2 separate regions of the Athene noctua genome follow, and region 2 is linked to region 1. The links are chromatin contacts, called in public Hi-C maps. All regions are on one chromosome and are shown on one strand. The core of a region is the stretch at or near the end of the contact, and the rest is flanking DNA. Distances in the headings are between cores, read along the strand shown.

The links. A called contact is a pair of places that touch in the nucleus more often than the background predicts.
Region 2: a Hi-C map of heart shows a contact between it and region 1, with 3 times the contacts expected there. The contact joins the promoter of CDKN1B here to the promoter of DUSP16 in region 1. A contact is called at or near these places in 2 of 2 Hi-C or Micro-C datasets (heart and liver).

The regions. Positions count from the first base shown.
Region 1 is chr3:4,150,664-4,155,234 of bAthNoc1.hap1.1, reverse strand. It overlaps DUSP16 (dual specificity phosphatase 16), which reads left to right and starts at 2,478. Exons shown (of 8, transcript XM_074901802.1): 1 at 2,478-2,719.
Region 2 is chr3:4,331,985-4,336,555 of bAthNoc1.hap1.1, reverse strand. CDKN1B (cyclin dependent kinase inhibitor 1B) reads right to left here and starts at 1,970. Exons shown (of 3, transcript XM_074901809.1): 1 at 951-1,970; 2 at 262-393. The coding sequence starts at 1,425. The coding sequence ends at 272.

The sequences.
Region 1 (4,571 bases), core at 1,229-3,728:
ACTGTGGTATCGCTGTGGCTTAGTTGCACCTTTTATTACATTAGGAAAAAGAAATATTCTGACTCTATACTGAAAAAGCTTTAACCTGCTGTCCTAGACTTTTCTGTATATATCCTTATTTTCAGCTAAAAATAACAACATTCCGGAGGATCACAAGTACTTACAGTTTTACAGTAAGGAAACTTTTTCAGTCTCCCAATTAAAAAAAAAAAACAAAACCAGAACAGTTACATAAGGTGTTACCGAGTTGAGACAACAAAAGGGAAGAGAGAACTGACATGTCTTTCCTCCTCACCACGCGCCCCTCTCCGCTGCTCCCCACTTCTCTTTGTGAGGATAACCGTGCTGGAACTATTTGTTCCTGCACTTCCCTGGTCTGAATAAGCTGGGGCACTGGCTGTCACCTCGAGTTTCTCTGGCACGCTCTCTGATCCCCTTCGTTGAAATGGGTCAGTTCTAGCTCTGTTAACCGGCAGTTAACTGTGCGGACTTTCAATACTTTGGGGGTTTGCAAAAGGTAATTTCAGGGCCACTGGATAATTGAGACAAAAAGACAAAACTGCTCTTTAGCGGCAACAAGACGTGCAAAACGGTGAACGTACCGATGTAAATTGCTTTACCACAATTTCTTTGCGGCTTTTGACCTTTTTTTTGTCACTGCCTTATGGAGACTGGACTTCTCTTAGGACTTCTCCCTTGCCCGCACGCTCTGCACTCCCTTGCAGAGGACGGGACTGTTCAGTTAATTCAGTTAATGAGCCAACAAGGTTTCCTCATGAGAGACAGCTCGCAACTCCTTAACACCAGACCCCTCATCAAGGTGCTTCTTGGTCAGTTTTGCCAGGACAGAGCCCACCACCGTGTAATTTGTTCGGCGCTTCCTGAAACACCAACCACACAAACCGTTTCACCGAGGGCCTTTCCCAAGGCACTTGGTTTGAAGAGACAGCCACCAAAAACGTCAGGACGCGTGCGGTTAATCCTCTTTCTCACGCTGTCTTCCACGGGTTTGTGGCACGGGGATTCAAAAGCCGTCAGAGGTGACTGACTGGAGTTTGAATTCTTTCATGTAGGAGGCCCTGCACACCCAGCGGTGCCGACAGGCTCATTTAGTGATGATGTCTCTGAGGGAGAAAGAAAATATTCTGATGTACGCAGAATGGGATGCGTAAGACAGACAGGACCCTTAAAACAGCTGAAGAACGCACCTAGTACATTGGTACTAGTCAGAACAGACACGTGTTGGACAAAAATAATTGTATTTCTGTGAGACTTAACTTTCTTCAAGTCACTGCTTTTGGATTTTTAAGGGGTTTTTTTATTGAACCAGGTTATTTAAAGGGGAAGGCCCTCGTGTAGCCAACAGGGCGCTTTGCCCACATCAACACTACCACGGGAGGGTTTGCCGCCTTAACACTTTAACGGTTCTGCATCGCACCGCCCAGCGTTACTTCATCAAAAGACCATCAAAAGACCAGAGCAGTTCGTAGGGAGCCAGCGAAGGCCCTTTACCTGGTGGCAGGGAGCACGACGGGCCTGGGCGGCGGGAGCGCTGAGGGCAGGCCGCGCAGGGACGGGCCTCGCCATGGCGTCGTGCCGCGCCACATGCCCGGCAAGGCCCAGGGCGACGGGCCCGCCTCGGGGCTGGCTCTGGGGACGGAGGGGGACGCCGGGGATGGAGGGGGACGCTGAGGCCGCTGTGGGGAGGGGAAGGGGGAGGCGAGGGCCACGGCGGGAGGAGCCTCCCCCCTCCCGCCCCGGGCCGGGCGAAGGGCGGGGAAGGGCCGCGGCGGCGGCTCGGTTGAATCGCTCCCCGGCGGCGGCTCCTCCCAGGGGCCGGCCCGGCGGCTGCGGCGGGAGGTCGGGGGCAGCGGACGCGTGTCCCCCCCGGTGACAGCATGGGACGGCGTGAGACATCCCCCCCCCCCTCGGTTCCCCGCCACCCGGGGCTGCGCGGCGGTGGCCGCCTCCATCTCCCCGCGGGGATCCTCGCTCCCCGCTCCTCCTCTTTCTCCTTCTCCCCCACCTTCACCCCCCGGCTGAGTTCATTCACTGGGATTGGTTTCAAATGACGCCACCGCTTTATTTTTACACCAATGACCTCATCCCAGCAGCTTGAAGTTTACTGACCAGCAAAACTCTTTTTTCTCTCGCTCGCTCCCCTCCTTGTGCCTGCCTGCTCGGCCCGTTTGTTTGTAATCGTTTGGATCTGGGAACCGAAGACTTTAAAAAAAAAAAGAAAAAAAAAAAAGCGAAAAAATACCCCCCAAACCCCTTAACTTTCTACCCCCTCCCGAGCTTTTCACTGTCCCCCCGTCTCTCCCCTATCACTGTCCCCTTTTAATTTTCTCAAGCCATCTTGGGGGGGGGGGGGGGGGGGAGGAGAGAGGAAAAAAAAAACTCCAAATGTTTCCATTTTCTTCTCCTCTCCCCTCCCACCTTCACGCTTCCCCCTCTTAAAAAAAAAAAAAAAAAAAAGCCTAATATAGTTTTTCTGTTCTCTTTTATTTTTTTTTTTAAATTGCTGTTTTTTGGGTTTTTTTGTGTGTTTTGGTTTTGTTTTTTTTTTTTTTAATTGAAGAAGAAGGAAAAAGAGGAGCTTTCCCAGCGGCTGGAAGGAGACAAAGTTGTTTCAGGCGGCAGCGGCGAGGCCGGTGGCGACAACTTTTATCCCTGCCGAGGGGACAGACAGACAGACAGACAGACGGGGGGTGAAACAGTAAGTGCCGGGAGGAGCGCAGGGACCCTCAGCCGGGGCTGCCCCGCGGCAGCAGCCCGGAGGGGTGCGGGGGGGGGCCGGGCAGGGCTGGGCGGGGAGGAGGAGGAGGAGGTGGAGGAGGAGGAGGGAGGTGAGGGAGAGGCGGGCGGCGGGAGCCCTCCCTCCCGCATGCCCTTCCCCGCTGCCCCTTCACCTCCGGAGGAGAGAGCCCGCAGCCGACAGGTCGCTGCCCCGGCCCGGGCAGGCTCCGGCCGCCTGCGCAGGTGGTAAGGAACGGGGGAAGGGGGGTGGGGAGGTACCGACACCGGTACCGACACCGGTACCGACACCGACGGGCCGCCCCGACCCGCTCCCCCAACCTGCTGCCCGCGGAGGCTCCGGCTGTTTCCTCCTCCTCCTCGTCCTTTCTCACCTCCCGGTAGCCACCTGCCTCTCCTGGTAAAGGCGGGGGAGAGGGGGGAGAAAGCCGGGCGGCTTTTGTGCGGGGCGGGGGGGCAGCTCGCCGCTGGAGGGGATGAGCAAGAGAGCGCGGACTGCTTCAGCGCACCCCGAAACCGTCTGCAGGGGATGTTTGGGGAGGCTGCTGGTCAGCCTCGGCGTGCGCGCCTGCCTTTCTAAACTTAGTAAACAGTGCTGCTCCGAACAGGCTTCCCCCTGCTTAAAATGGTCGAGGATGCTTTAAAGCCCCGGAGGGCTCCCGAAGAAATGTTGGAAGTTTTACCTTCAACTTAGAAGAGGTTTAAATTGAGGCAGTTGACAAAATGGAGGGCTGCTGTGGAGTCCAGGAGCGAAGCAAATTGCAAACTGTTAACCTGGTGTTGCGCTCCCGTAACTCTGTGGCTGGCCCCAGGATGCGGCCTGACAGATGCTCTCCCCTGAATTTATATATATATATATATGTATATATTTTTTTTTTTTTTCCCCTGTAGAAGTGGCGGGGTTGAGGAGTTGAGCGCGCATCAGTGCCTCCCGAACCAGGTGTATGGGATGTGCCTGTTGCAAAGCCTGACCAATGGTAGGATTTTTCAGCAGCCAAGAAAACATTCGGCTAGATGTCAGATGGGAAGCTGTTTTTTAGGGAAAAAAAAAAAAGCCAGGAGAATTTACTTTATTGTCATTTCAGCTGGTTGAAATAGAAAATTGATCTCTAGGTTTTCCTTCAAGCAAAGGGTGTAGTCATAGCGAGCTGTATTGTCTGACTTATGACTAACTTTTTTTTTGTTCAAACATTTGGTGTATACCCAGCAGAATAAATAGATCTGTGCTAGTTTTTGAAAGCTGAAAGCAGATTGAACTGTTTCTCCTTGTAAGGATGTATGTTGGGGTTCTCAAAAGAAAAAAAAAAGAAAAACCAACCAAAACCCCAAAATGATTTTGTAATCCTTGCTTTTTGAGATTTATGCTATTCCTGGCAGCGTGTGGTTTGGGAGATACAGAGTTTACAAAGTCACAACTGACCAAACAGGAGTTGGTTTAGACTCTTGTGTTTTGAGGGGAGGTGGAAAAATAGTAAGTCTTAATTTCTTTTTATGGTGTTCATCCCACTGCCCATTGGAGATTGAAGCATTCATCACAGTTGTTTATGTTGGTTGTCTGGGGGTTTCTATTTGAATGTGGAGCGAGTATGCAACAGGGGGGTTGTACGTGTATTTTTAGCTTTAATTTTTAATGATAAAAGATACAAAGAATAGTGATACTTAAAAGTAAATTCTGCCTTTTCCTGAGTATGCTTATTAATATTTTTAGGAAGGAGTCTATAAAAAATGTCTGAGGTGTAATAAATTGTCATCATTACGCTTGTTTAATACAATAATTCTTCAGTGTATCTTAATACCCAATTTCAAAGCCTCTT
Region 2 (4,571 bases), core at 721-3,220, 180 kb before region 1:
GGGGGGTGTGTTATCCCGTCACGACCCCCAACCCCAACGAGGATCCTTCGCTCCTTGTTTTGTTCTTTTCAAGCCCTGCGCGTCCCACCCCCACCCTCCACCACACCCCCATCCCCAGCGAAAAAACACTCCGTCCGCGGAGAAATGACCCCGGGGGAGAGGTGGGGGGGTGTGAAGACACCCCCAAACGCAGGATACCCATGCGGTCACCCCTTCTTTCCCTTGTTTGCATCCTAAGGCCGGACCCTAAGGGGAACCTACCTAAAGGCTTTTACGTTTGATGTCTTCTCGGGCTTGATTTCTTGGGTGTTTGCTCCACTGAACTGGAACTGGGGGAGTCTTCTGAAACCTCTTCTTCTGTTGTGTTGGCTCTTTTATTTTGAGGAGAGGAATCTAGGAGGGGAACATTAAAAACAAGCCGGGGGGGGGGGGGAGTGATATTAAAATATTTTCCTTCCAGATGTTTGCTCGGCAACCGAGGGGGGTGGGGGGTGTATTCCCGGATCCCCTTGTCAGCTCTGGGCTACGTGAGAGCGAGCAGGGGGAGGGGACATGGGCTCCTCTCTAGGTAAGAGATCCAACTTTCCTGTTTTCGGCTAAAATCCCTGTCCCTTTTTTGCTTCGCGTGAGCGTTACGAGCCGCCTCCCACCCGGGCAGGAGGCCGGGTAACCCCAGGGGGGCGGCGAGAGGACGCGGAGGGGGGATGACCCTTGTTTTAAAAGCTTTTCCTTAAAAATCATCTACCGGCTCCCATTGAACGCGGAGCCCCCCCGGGACCGCAAACAAGCCACCCGGGTTGGTTTTGTTTGTGGTTTGTTTTTTTTTTTTCCAGGCTGGGGTGTACACCAAGCCCCCCGCGACCCACGCGTGGGACGGGGTGGAGGGGGCCGAGGGCCCCGGTGTCACCTGCCCGCGGGGACAGGCGGAGGTTTTCGCGAGGGTACCTTACCATCGGTGGCAGGTCTTTTCCTCTGCCCAGTGCACTGCTCTGCAAAGTCCGTCTGGTTTTCAGAAACATCAGTCTTTTGCTCTACACAGTGAGTGTCCTCTGAGATTCCCTGAGAACCGACAAAAACCACGGTTTGGCAATTCCCGTTTACATCCAAGCTCTGGCGACCGGCGGACTTGCAGACAGCTTTCAGTAGCCGGGGGGGTCTGAAGTAGAAGTCGGGCGAACTCCCTTTCTCCACGGCTTGCCACTCGTACCTGCCTTCCAGCGGCTTGTGATTCTGGAAATCGAAATTCCACTTCCTCTGGCATGCCTCCTCCATCTCCTGGCGGTGCTTCTTCAAGTCCCTGTTTAACTCTTCGTGATTCACCGGCCCGAAGAGGTTCCTACAAGCTGACGGCTTCGGGTACTCCGACTGCCTGGCTTCCATGCGCTCCAGGGTAGGGCTCCCATTAGAAATACGGACGTTTGACATCTCCCCCCACCCTCTTTTCTTCTGGCGGCGGTTGTTTTGCTCGCAGCTCTCCCCCCCCCCCCCCCCGCCTCCAGCCTCCTCCTCCTCTCCTCCTCTTCTTCTCCGCCTTTTTATTTCTCGGCGCTCGGCGGCTCTCCTCCGCGCCTCCTCTCCGCGCTGCTCCGCGTTCCGGCCGCGCCTCGGCCCCGCTCACCCTCGGCCCGCGGAGAAGGGGCGATGAGATGTCCTCTCATAAGCGCCGGCCCGGGGTGGGGGAAACCCCGAAAGCCGCCGCCGTCGCCGCCGTCGGGGAGCCCCGGGCGGGTTTGGATGAAGCGGTTGCGCAGAGGGAGCGCGCAGAGGCGGAGGAGCTGCGCTGCCCTCCGCGGCTCCGGCTCCGCGCTGCGCTGCCCCGCCTGTGTTCGGGGCGGGGGGGAAGCTGGTGGGTGGTGGTGATGCCCCCGCCGCTCGCACCGCCGCCGCGTAGTAAAAGCGAGAGGAGGGATGAAAACAAGAGACGAGCCCTTTTCTCGGTTTCCCAATATGGCGATTGAAGGGAGGATGACGAAGAAGAAATTGATTGACAGGACGAGTCTATTTAAAACAGCCCGGCCGAGCTATTGGTTAAGGCGGCGGGCGCCGCCCCGTCGGACCGGCCCCACCTCGCCGCCGCCGCCGGCTCTAAAGGTGGCCCCGGTCGGGCCGGGCCCGGCGGGTGATGCCCCGCGGAGCTGGGGGGGGGGGGGCTGGAGGCGGGAAGGCACCACGATCGCCACCTCCGTCCGCGAAACCCGGGCCCGGCAGGGTTTGTGTCTGTGTGTCCGTCCCAGCCAAACCGCCACCGCCCCCATCCCCTCAGACACCCCAGTCGTGGTGGCGGCTGGTGAGATTTTGGCGCATTCCTGTGACAGGAGAATCCCACCGCTCTGATTTTTGACGGGTTGGGCTCTGATGCAGTTCGCCCACCCCTTGAGGTCAGGGGTTGGTTGTAGCGGGGGTGTCCCCTCTCCCCGGGGTATGCAGGGGGGCGAGCAGCACCCCGACCCCACAGCACCCTGACCCCACAGCACCCCGACCCCACTGCAAGAGCCAGGAGCCAGGCTGGGGGGGCTCCCAGGGGAGGGCAGGAGGAGCACCTCTTGCTGCCTTCTCAGGACTAAGTGAAGAAATGGCTCTAAAAAAAAACCCCAAGGAATTCAGATCTCGGCAAAGAAGGGAAAGAAAACAAAAGCGTTGGGTTTTGTCCTGTTGGTGTGCTCAGAAGATTAGATGAGCCAAGAGTCACCGCCAGGGATTTTCTAAGCCAACTTCCTCAGATAGCAGGTACGGTGGAGACAAGGGCAGTGCAGTGTCCTCCTCTCCATCCTCCTCGTCCCCAGCCCTTTCCTCTGAAATCTTCCCTCTCGAGGCAGGGCAGCCCCCTCCATGCGTTGTGGGACGCTGCGGGTGCTCGCAGGTGCTGAATGAAGGTTTTGACTTTTCCAGGGACCCAGATCCAGGGCCTGAATCTTAGGAGGGCTGGAGGCTCTTCACACTAATCCACCTGGCCAGGTTTCCTCTCCAAATTTTCATTGGGGAGGGGGGGCTGCAGCAGTGATGAGCTATCTCAGCAAGGCAGGAGTCCGCACAACTGAGTTTAACTCAGCTGGTTTGGTCTTGAAGACGTGGAGCTTCTACCCTGCGCTGTCCTTACAGAGAAACTCACTCTCGTTTGGGGTCTACAGGTTTGATGGGCCACTGAAACCTTTGCTGTTGTTGCTCTTGTGAACTGATACACTATAAACTCTGCACACACTAGAGAGGGGACAAAACCATTCCACAGCCATCATTAGCCCCGAGGCAGTAGCCCCCAGCATCCGCTCACACCAACTCGCCCCAGTAATCTCAGATTTGCCAGACCCCAAATTCAAAAACCCGATGTGCGCAGGCAAAAAAAAAAAAACAAAAAACAAAAAACAAATGAGATTGGTTTAAAAACCACAAGGTTGAAATAAAATATTAGCCATGTTATTTTTATTTGTTTGCTGGGTTTTTCAGCGCTCAGAAGTTGTTTTCCAACTCTTCTCAGCAACCGCAAGTCCTAGCAATTCACTTACAGAAAATTAAAGCTGACATTCTCATGTCTGCAGGAGCTGAGGCTTTTTTTTGAAGTTGCAAGCCCATGATAAAACTGCGTCAGCTGGCAAAGCGCGGCCTATTCATCTGCTTTATTTGCAGGATTTCATCTTCGTTTCTCCAGGCCTTCCTGTCTTTGACTTCCATAGCCACCAGCAAGGAAGTGCCATTTCAAACTTCTCCTCACTTTCTCTGTCAGGTGTGGGGCGCTTGGCTTGTTTTGTTGATCTACAAAAAAAGATAATTGTAGGCTAAGAAAGTGATCTGTAAAATACATCTGGGGGTTCCCTGAAGACACCCCCAGGGCTCACCCTGCCTGTGGTAACCCGCTCAGTGTCCCACCACTGACTCCTTAGATGAGGAGTTCCCAGTCTCTGCTCCCTGGGAGTCACAGCTTGTCTCCTGAGCCCGCAAAAGAAAGGCAAAACCCCTCGTGGGTAGGATGACGACGTTGTATCAGAGTAGAAACACATACCAGGGAGGGGAAAAAAAAAAAAATAGGGTCCAAATATTGGAAAAGACTGCGTGCCCCAACCGAGAATGCAACCGCAGTGCGAAACAGCGCTGATTTATCTTGGAAAAGAAGAAGTTACTGTAGGACAAGAAATTTATTTTTTTTTAGGGGTTTTTTGTGCTGTTTATACCTCTCCCAGCACAAGGGCCTGGGACTAAGCCCCTAGATGCTGCACAAGTATATTGAAAAGGAATAATTAAAGCCAAAGTGGGAGGGCGGGGGCGCAAATAATTTAAGCCATTGAAGGAAGCAAACGAGAAAATAAAAAAGGAGCGGGCTGCGCCTTGGTTTATCCCTCTATTCCTTCTCCTCCATCACACCACCCCACCCCTTGCTTTCAGAGGGGCTGGGAGGAGGCAGGGGGTGTGCCCCGTAGCCGCGGTAGTTCCGCGCCTTTCCGCGGGCAGCGCAGCCCCCTCTCCAACGCTGGGGTCGCGCTGGGACAAACGATGGGGAAAGGGAATAAAATGAAGGATTTAAAAAAAAAAAGAAAAAAAAAAGGAAAATAGGAGAGGGGGTGGGAAGCGGCCGGAGCATC